2 separate regions of the Mus musculus genome follow, and region 1 is linked to region 2. Evidence: chromatin contacts called from public promoter capture Hi-C data. All regions are on one chromosome and are shown on one strand. Each heading gives the region's core, a stretch centred on a gene start, on an enhancer-like site or on the middle of the called end of the contact. The rest is flanking DNA. Distances are from core to core; before and after follow the strand shown.

The links. Promoter capture Hi-C pulls out the DNA fragments that hold promoters and counts their contacts.
Region 1: a contact with region 2 is called in a promoter capture Hi-C map of pre-B cells, with 5 times the contacts expected there. The contact joins the promoter of Ints6l here to the promoter of Rtl8a in region 2. A contact is called at or near these places in 2 of 39 promoter capture datasets (liver and pre-B cells) and 1 of 115 datasets of contacts at active chromatin or transcription factors (astrocytes).

What each region holds. Positions count from the first base shown.
Region 1 is chrX:56,451,702-56,456,205 of GRCm38.p6, reverse strand. It overlaps Ints6l (integrator complex subunit 6 like), which reads right to left and starts at 1,367. Exons shown (of 17, transcript NM_172779.4): 1 at 890-1,367; 2 at 680-757. The coding sequence starts at 1,000.
Region 2 is chrX:53,641,151-53,645,819 of GRCm38.p6, reverse strand. It overlaps Rtl8a (retrotransposon Gag like 8A), which reads left to right and starts at 2,057. Exons shown (of 1, transcript NM_024170.2): 1 at 2,057-3,332. The coding sequence starts at 2,199. The coding sequence ends at 2,540.

The DNA of each region.
Region 1 (4,504 bases), core at 118-2,617, 2.8 Mb before region 2:
GAGCTGCATAGGCTAAGCAGTTCCGAGCTAGTGGTGGCACAGGAGGGGCGGGGGCCAGAGCCTCGAATGCAAAGGAGCTGCTCTGGGAGGCCAGCGCTAGTGCAGCCCGGCATTTGGCAGGAAGAGGAGGGGAAGATGCGGTGAAGGAGAAACGGACCGGAGCGGGAGGAGGGAGAGGAAGCCCAGGCGGGGCGGGCCGAGGGATGGAAGGAGGGACCAGAGGAGGAGCTCGGGCGGCAGCAAAGCCCGCGCGGGGCTAAGAGAACATCGGGGCGGAGTCCCAGGCGAAGGGGCCGCAGCCTCACCATGGGCCTCGAGCCCTCCTTCCTCGGCCTCCTCCCCTCCCTCCTTTCCATCTCAGCAGCGCCCTCACCCTGCCTCTGGCTGCCTCATACAAAAGCAAAATGTCCGCCATCTTCGGAGGCGATTGCTGCAGCCGTGCTAGGAACTCGGCCCTCCAGTGCCTTCTCTACACCGGCTGCTCATCTCCGGGCCCCTCTCTGCGACCCCCGACCGCCGCCACCCGCCCTGCTCCTCCTGCCCTTCGGCGCTCCTCACTGCAGCCCGTCCCGCAGGGCGACGCAGGATCGCCACGGGTGGAGGCAAAAGGGATCAGCAGCCCCAGGCTAGTGGACGCGCACGCTCTTCCCGCCCACCGCTCCCCCGCTGGCCTGTTTACCTTGATGCAGTAGGGAGGCTCATCGTAGGTGACCAGCATGTACCTGTCTCCGCGGCTGGCTGGGTCCCGGGCGCGCAGCTGCGGGGCGAGGGATGACGGGGGGGTCGCGTAGGAAACGAGGGGAAGCGATACAAACGTTACAGAAGCACCTCAGTCCAACCCACCCATCCCACAGAAGCGACCCCTTCATCTCCTTTCCCCTCCTTTTACCTTCAAGAATAACTCCACAGCGCCTTTAGCAATGTCCAAATAGGAGGTGCCCAGGTCAGTGCGCTGGTTCATGGAGGCGGACGTATCTATGAGGAACAGCAGGATGGGCATCTTCCACTACACCCCTGGTTCTGGTCCCCACTCTCCCAGTCCCTTTTCCCTCAATGCCACGTATGGCTACCCAAATCCTGAACTCTCGCAGAGCCAGGGAGCAAGAGGAAAAGTGGGAAACGGGATGGGATAGATGGGACCGCTCCTGGCCTCTTTCTGCAGCCCCAACTCCTCTCCCTCCAAGGGAACTTGAAAGTGTGAGTGTGTCGGTCTCCGGGCCGTCTCTCTTCCCCTCTTCTGCCACCACTACTGCCCGCCGCCGCTGCCGCTGCCAGGACTACTGCCTAAGCATCCGTCCACGCTCACTAGAGCGCTCGCCCCAGACTGAGAGCCCTCTCTGTTCACTGACACAACTTCTGTCTGCTCACCTACCATCAGCACCATGTGACTAGAACACACGCCATTGGCTGCCAATTATGTTTAATTTACATATTCATTAGATGACTGGGTAAAGGGAGGGACTTGGGCCAAGCTTGAGGGTTGTAGTTTGGAACCCATGCTGGAGGTAAGGGGCGGGGGAGTAAAGGACCTTCTTCAAGCTCAGATTCTCCTTTAAAGGATTTAGAAGCCTTTAGGGTAATTTGTTTGGTCGTTTGGATGGATTTTCTTTCGTGCTTCAAAGATGGTAATTCGAAAGGAAAGGAGAATTGGGCAACAGTTGCATAGAAACAGATGTTTAGGCAGGCTTCACACAAAACATAACTACAATCAATCAATCCTGCCAGTGGCTAAGACCAAAACATTTCAGTAGCAGCAAACTTCTTTCCTAGCCAGACTTGCTCAAATTCCCTTAGATTAGTCCCTCTTCCTGATCAGTGTTTACATGTCGTTTTCTTGGTTGGTTCAGCTACTTAAAAAGGAAGCTGCCGCGGAAACGTTACCCTAAGCTGTCCTTTTGTAAGGACAGGCTCTCTCAGGCTTTGAAACATTGACCAGCCTGTGATACTTAAACTCCTGTGGGGACTGTGCGGCCTTTATCCATGGCTGATATCCTGCTTCAACTCAGGTTCATTGAACGTCCACAAAAGTGCTAGGCACCTGAAGTAGGCGTTCAATCATTGAAATATGTAGGGTCGATGGTACTGAAATTTAATTTTCAGTAGAGGGAAGTTGCCAATGCTGGCTCCATGTAAGTACTTGGTAACTGGTCAACTATACTTGGCTTTCCACTGCATATGACTCAATTTTTAAACTTGTATCTCAGGCTGGTCCTGAACTCCTCAGCATATCCTACAAGCGTGTGCTATGCCAACTACTGTGACATTATTTTTAATATAGAGTATGAGGTAGTGTTGCAGCATAGGAGTACGATGTTTGCCCAGCTCCTGTGAGGCGCTGAGTTTGAGTCTCCTACAACACTGATGATGGCGATAATGATGATAATGATACAGAGTATTTCTAGCAATGTGCTGTACACAAGTTAGACTCTTGAGCTTCAATGAGTATACAATTTTAATACAATGTGAAGATCACATATATATCTGCAAATGTTTTCTATATTGTTTGTAGATATCCTGTGTATATGTTCTACATGATTGATATATATTATGTTTTCTCAGAAATAAGACCAAAAATGGTGATGCAAGTAAAAACAGCGAGGCAGCACTTGCCTGTGGTCTAGAAGTTCAGAAGATTTCATGGGCAAAGAACAAGGTGTAAAAGAGGGAATCTGGCTTAGGAGGAATGGTGTGAACAAGAGTCCGCCAGAGACCACTCTATGTGTGATGAAGACCAGCTTACTGAAATATATAGAATGACTTGGGAATTAAAGATGGAAAGACATCAAACTTCCCCATTTCTGTCTTAAATATTAGTGGTGAAGGGGCTAGGAGCATTGGTCTTTGGATAGGAGTACTCACTGCTCTTGCAGAAGACACTGAGTTTGGTTCCTAGCACTCACTTAGAAGGCGTCAAACTTCCTGGAAATCCAGGTCCAGGGGATCCAATGCCTTCTGGCCTCTGTGGGTACTATGAACATGTGCACAAACCCACAGATAGACACACAAATGCATATAATTAAAAATAAAAATAAATCATTAAATATTACTGAAGAAAGATCGTATATGCATGGACTAAATAAAAGTTTATGACCAATGGGTACCTGTGTGGTAGTTTTTTGTATTGCTTTGTAGCAAATTATCACAAATTCAGCAGCTTAGCACGTACTTAAATGTTATCTCCTGCTCTGATTAGCTGGATTCCCTGCTCCATCTCACAAAGCTGTGGTCAGGGAAATGGCTAGGCCACATTTTTCATCTGGGAGCTCAACTGGGAAAGAATCAGCTCGGTAAAGCTCAGGAAGGCTGCTGGCAGAATTTATCTCATTGTGACTGTATGTGAAAAGGCTGAGAGCCACCCACAGATCTGCTTGCTGCTAATGTCCTCTGCCACACAAGCCTCTCCATCACCTGTTCACGATGCAGCTGTTTCTTTAGGGCCAGCAGGGAAAGCTCTCTCTCCAATCTGCTGATACAGAGCCTTAGATAATGTAACATAATCACGACAGTGACATCCATTACCTTTGTAATATTCTATTGACTAGAAGCAAGTCAGAGGTCCCAACCATACTTAAGGGAGAGGGATTATACAGCACGGGTACAGAACCCTAGGGCCCAAATGAGAATCCTGTACAACTTTAGGGGCTTATGGGGGAGGAGCATTACCTAGAAACCAGTTTTGCCTAATTTATAATTTTCACTAAAGTCCGTTGTTGTTGTTGTTATGACACTCTTATCTAGCCAAATAACTGCATTGGGCTGGTTTATTATCTTTTGTTTGAACAGAAGTGCCCAGGAGGACTTTATGTTCTGTTATCACGTTCTTTATTTATTCATAATGGTCACTAGCTCACAAATGATATTTTAAGATGACTTTTAAAAATCTTCTTTAGGGTCTGGAGAGATGACTCAGTGGTGAGAATTTCCGCTGCTCTTGCAGCGGACCTGAGTTCAGTCTCTAGCCCTCATCTCAGGCTTATAACCACCTGTAACTCTAGCTCCGGGGGATCTGGTGTCTCATGAACCCACATGCAGAAATACACACATAAAAACAATCCAGGGTGGGGAGGGGGGAGTCTTGCAAGATCTCTGATACTTTTCTCCCAACTTTGCTTACACCTTACTTTTACAATCAGGAAAGAATCTCTCTTTCAAATAACACATGCTGAGTCTTACAAAAAACAGCCCCGAAGGTGACTTGCCAGCATTAACAAAGCACAAACAGCTTCAGTTGCACAATTCTCTAAAGTGGAGGACTCGCAGGTCCCACAAGGTAAGATTTTTCCCCCCTGGTAGGCCTTATAATGGATCCGTTTTCCTCCAAACAAGCCATGTTATTTATTCTTTTTGGCATACGTTCGAGTGTAACCTCAGTGACGTAAACTTAACATCTGAAAAAATGTCCACATCTCATTATAAAATGCAAAACTGACGATATAAAAAAAAAAAGTCGCAACTTGGAAGATTCATATACTTACTCAGATAAAGCCAAAAACCCCAACTGGCT
Region 2 (4,669 bases), core at 808-3,307:
AATGTCAAGAAAGCTACAAAATGCTTATATGTGCTCTCCTGCAATTCTGTGAACTGTTGCTCTGTGAAGAGTCAGTTTCCAACAATACAGCTTGATTCTTTGTAGCTAGTAGGAGAAAATGTGATTTTGCTTACTTCTTCCATATTTTATTGCTAAGTTATAGGTCACAGTTCTCACCCACACTCCAAAATATAATTGTCGCACACCCTGATTTCTTGTAGTGTACCTCAAGAATGTGAAGGGGTTTTCAGTGTTTTAATTTGTAGGGTTGGAGAGCTAACCGAGAGCCGGGGGTGTTAGGTTATGGTGCTACTAGAGATACTTTAAAAAAGAAAATGGAGACAGAGTTTCATGTGGCCCAGGTTAGGCTTGAATTCACTGTGTAGCCAAAGTTTTCAGTTAATGCCCAATGGTTCTCCAAGGGCAGGAGATTACCACACACAATTTATATAGGGGTCAAGCTCATGACCTTGTATATATAAGGGCAGGGAAACTATCAACTGAGCTATATTTAAGCTCAGCATTTGCATATATATTATATATTATATATTGTATTTATATTGTTATTGTATATGTATGTATAGTATGTTGGAGGACAGGCATACACGTGGGGAGCTTGTAGGGGTCAAAGCACTTTTACTTAAGTCATTTCACTGACCCAGCATTTGCTTTGGTTGAGATAGTCTAATTATGTAATCTGGCCTTGTCTCTACCTGAAGTTGCTTCAGCTTTTATTTCTTCTCAGTGGAGTACCAGGTAAAACCCATCATGCCTGCTACAAGCTCAATTTATCAAGGAAAAATCAGTAAGAAATAAGTCTTTATACAAAGGAATATAGAATAACTTTGCCCCAGAGTTACCTGTGTCCTAATCCTCAGAAAAGGGGCATATAATGCAAGTAGGAATTAAAATTATAGAACTATAGGTTAAAAAAAATCAAATGAATTTTAAAAAGATAATCCTGGATGATCTAACCACAAGAACTCATGATACTAGAAGGAGATTGAAGAAGCTTATTATGTTATGGTCTGTAATTTATAGAGCAAGAAAATGTCTCAGTTTATGCAACCACAATGAACTGAGTTATGCCAACTTGAAAATGAACAGGGAAGGGCTTATCCTTTAAGGATCCATAATGGAACATCCCTTCCCAATACTGTTTTACTCTCCTAAAAGCCATACCAAAGCTTGGCATGGAAACTCACACCTGGAATCCCAGAACTTGGGAGGGTGAGGCAGGACTACTGAAAGTACAAGCCTGGGACACAAGGAAAGATGCTACTTCAAAAATAAATCAATAAATAATAAAATATAGATACCAGGAACAAACTTCCACAGCACACAGAGACATAGCTTTTCAGTGATGTGCCAAGTAAAAGTCAGCAATTTTAATTATAAGGCATCATCACATAGATTAAGTTATACTGAGGAACATATTAGAAAACCATTGAGGAAAATTTCCAAAAACAATGTGTCAAGGGCTGGGCTGTTTGAAGGAACCCATAAGGTAAAACAGCATAAGATGGGAATACTCACAATAGAGTAAATTAATTCCAGATATATGCATGCTCTCCAAAACAGTAGAATCAGTTGTGATCTTAATGCAAAGTTCCAAGGTACACTCCCCTAGGGAAACTAAGGCCATCCTGTGATCGCCCCTACACACCACAAAGCAGGGAACTAGACAATGAACTAAAGGGTCTTAAGCAAGCCAGGAAAGCCCTTCGAGTTATAGTCGCTGCAATTTTTCCTCATCTGAAACAAGGGTTCCATTCTGTAGACAGAGTGACCTTAAATCATGATAATCCTCCTACCCCAGCCTCTGAAATGCTGGGATTACAGAATGAGAGACCACATTGGCCCCACACTACCTTGGTGAAAGTCTTGGGCACAAATTACTTTGCTCCACTAACCCTATTAATGCTTCTCTTGGACTGGCGCCTGAAATAGCTCACAACCCTGTGGGCTGAGATCACTATAGATCTAAAGTTGGCCCAATGTCCCGCTCAAAGGCCACGCCCCCTTCCCGAGACCTTGGGCACGCCTCTTCTCCTACGCACTTCCGGCGACGCCTTTGTAATTGACAATCTCTGTGCTCTGCAGATCCAGCAAAGCACAGCTGACCCCATCAAGAGTCCGGAGAGCCTCCAGCCAGCCCGGCCACCAAGCGACTAGATCAGCCCAGAGAGCGCAGCGTCATGGAAGGCCAAGGCAAGGTAAAGAGGCCGAAGGCCTACATGCTCAGGCACAACAGGCGGCGCCGTCGGCGGAACCCCATCCCGTTTCCAGAGCTGTTTGATGGCGAGATGGACAAGCTCCCGGAGTTCATCGTGCAGACCGGCTCCTACATGTTGGTGGACGACAGGACCTTCGACACCGACGAGCTCAAGGTGACGTTCCTCATCACCCGCCTCAAGGGCCGGGCCCTGCAGTGGGTGATCCCCTACATCAAGATCGACAGCCCCCTGCTCAATGATTACAACGGCTTCCTGAATGAGATGAAGCGGGTGTTCGGGTGGGAGGAGGATGAGGACTTCTAGGCCTCTGGCAAGCCTGGCCTGGGGTTGGGGCTCCGGGAGGGTGGGCTGCTGCTGTGTTGTCCTGTGGCTGCAGCCGGGGTCGCCGAGTGCGCCCTCCCCCCGGGCCCCCCTCCTACCCCGAGAACTCCCCCACCTCCCGCGCCCGCCCTGCCTGGAGATCTCGCATGCGCGCGCCCCTGTCTCCTCCTGTGTCCTAGCCTTTGTTCCAGGAATAGCTCCCCAGGCCCCTGCTGCTGTCCCTGCTGGGCCTGGCTCTGGAGAGCACAAGGCCTCCCACTGTTGACAGCTCAGCCCATCCCTGGCAGGTTTGGACACTGTCCCAGGCTCCAGCTGCAAGATGGGCTCCTGTCACCTAATGGACAGATCACCTGCCACCTGATGGACATGTCATGCTGTCCACTGCTTTCTATCTGGTGGACAGACTGCAAGCTTCTGCCCATAAGGCCTGTGCTGACGCTGCCATTTCAAGCCCCTGCACAACCCATCTGTGGACTGGCTGCTGCCCTTAACTGATCCGGACTCACCTGGGAGGTACCTGGGCTGCCCACGGCCCATGGACATTGATTCACCTTCAGCGGGACCCTTCCCCTCCCTGCTCCCAGAAACCTGCTGTCTCCCATTTTGTCTTGTGGACTAGCTGGTTTTCCTGAGAAACCAGCTTGCAGCTCTTTCTCTGATGTGTATGCCTTTTCCAACACAGTAGCCCCTGTGCTCTTTCCTTCTTGTCTGCTCTACCTGTACAGAAGCCTTTTCCTCACGTTGAATAAACATCAGATGCTATTTAAAAGGAAATGGAGTCTTACTTAGTATAGCATCCTACCACCCCTCCCCACAACCTTAACCCCTGCAGGTGTCTGTAGGTGGGGTCCATGTTCAAGAGGTGGTGATTGTGCCCTGCTATTCAGTCACTTATGTTACTCTCTAAGGTAAAATCTGTTTGTGATACTGCTTAAAGCCACAACGTAAATCTTTAATTCAGATCAGGGTAGAGCAATGTGATTTTTATGATCCAGAGGATTTCTTAGAAAAGACTCCTGAGTTCAAAAACAAAGTTAGCATGGAATTCCCTAGTTAGTGTTAAGCACAAATACCACTTTGCTGTCAGTGAATGTATATCAAAGTTATTTAACATGTCACTCGGGGAACTCATAGAAAGAATATGTTTTTTTTTTTTAAAAAGCATTTATAGAATCCTAATTATATAGGCAATGAGAAAAATACATAATGGAATTGTGAATTTCAGCCCAAATTGGTTGATAATCTGCAGATGATGAAGATATATAGTACATTCCTGAGGTAGACATGGTGTTATACATCTTTAATTCCAGCCCTTTAGGAGGACAAGTTCAAGGTTTACCTGAGCTATATATTTGGATATTGTCTTAAGAAATTAAAATAAGCATGCAGAAGACCTGTACAAGTTTAAACCAGACAAGTAGTCTGTCACAGAGTAGTGGAAGTATACACAAAATTCCACTCCAATCAAGAACCCATTTTCAATTGATTCATTCTTGAAATGGTAAAATCAAGTGTTCACCAATGGAGAGTCACTAAGTTTAGCAAGCACACTCCAGGATAGGTTCATGCTCCCAAACAGTTGGGAGAAGGAGAGAAAGGAGCTGGAAGGAGCTGAATGAGGGGCAGCAATAGGACTATTCTTGATTCTAATGATTTCAAAGTGGGTTTCTAGGGCAGTATTGTGTTTGAGGTTAAGAGATGTAATTAACTTTTCAGTCTAGGTTTTGGAGATTTTTCCAGAATATGAGATAGAGAATCAAAACTTATATTTCTTAACTATTCTTTTGTTTTCATGGGAAAAGGTAAGCTTTTGATGTTTGTCTTAGTTCATTTTGTACAGCATATTACATATTGAGTAACTTATAAAATGTTACTTTATTGGGGTTGGAGAGATGGCTCAGTAGTTAAGGGCACTGACTGCTCTTCCACAGGACCTGGGTTCAGTTCCCAGAACCCACATGGCAGTCTCCAGCCATCTGTTACTTCAGATCTGATGCATTCTAATACCCCCATGGGCGCTGCAGGCATATGGTACACAAACAATGTGCTGCATACAAAACATCCATGCACATAAAATAAAAATAGAATGAAAAACTTATCATTTTTTTAGA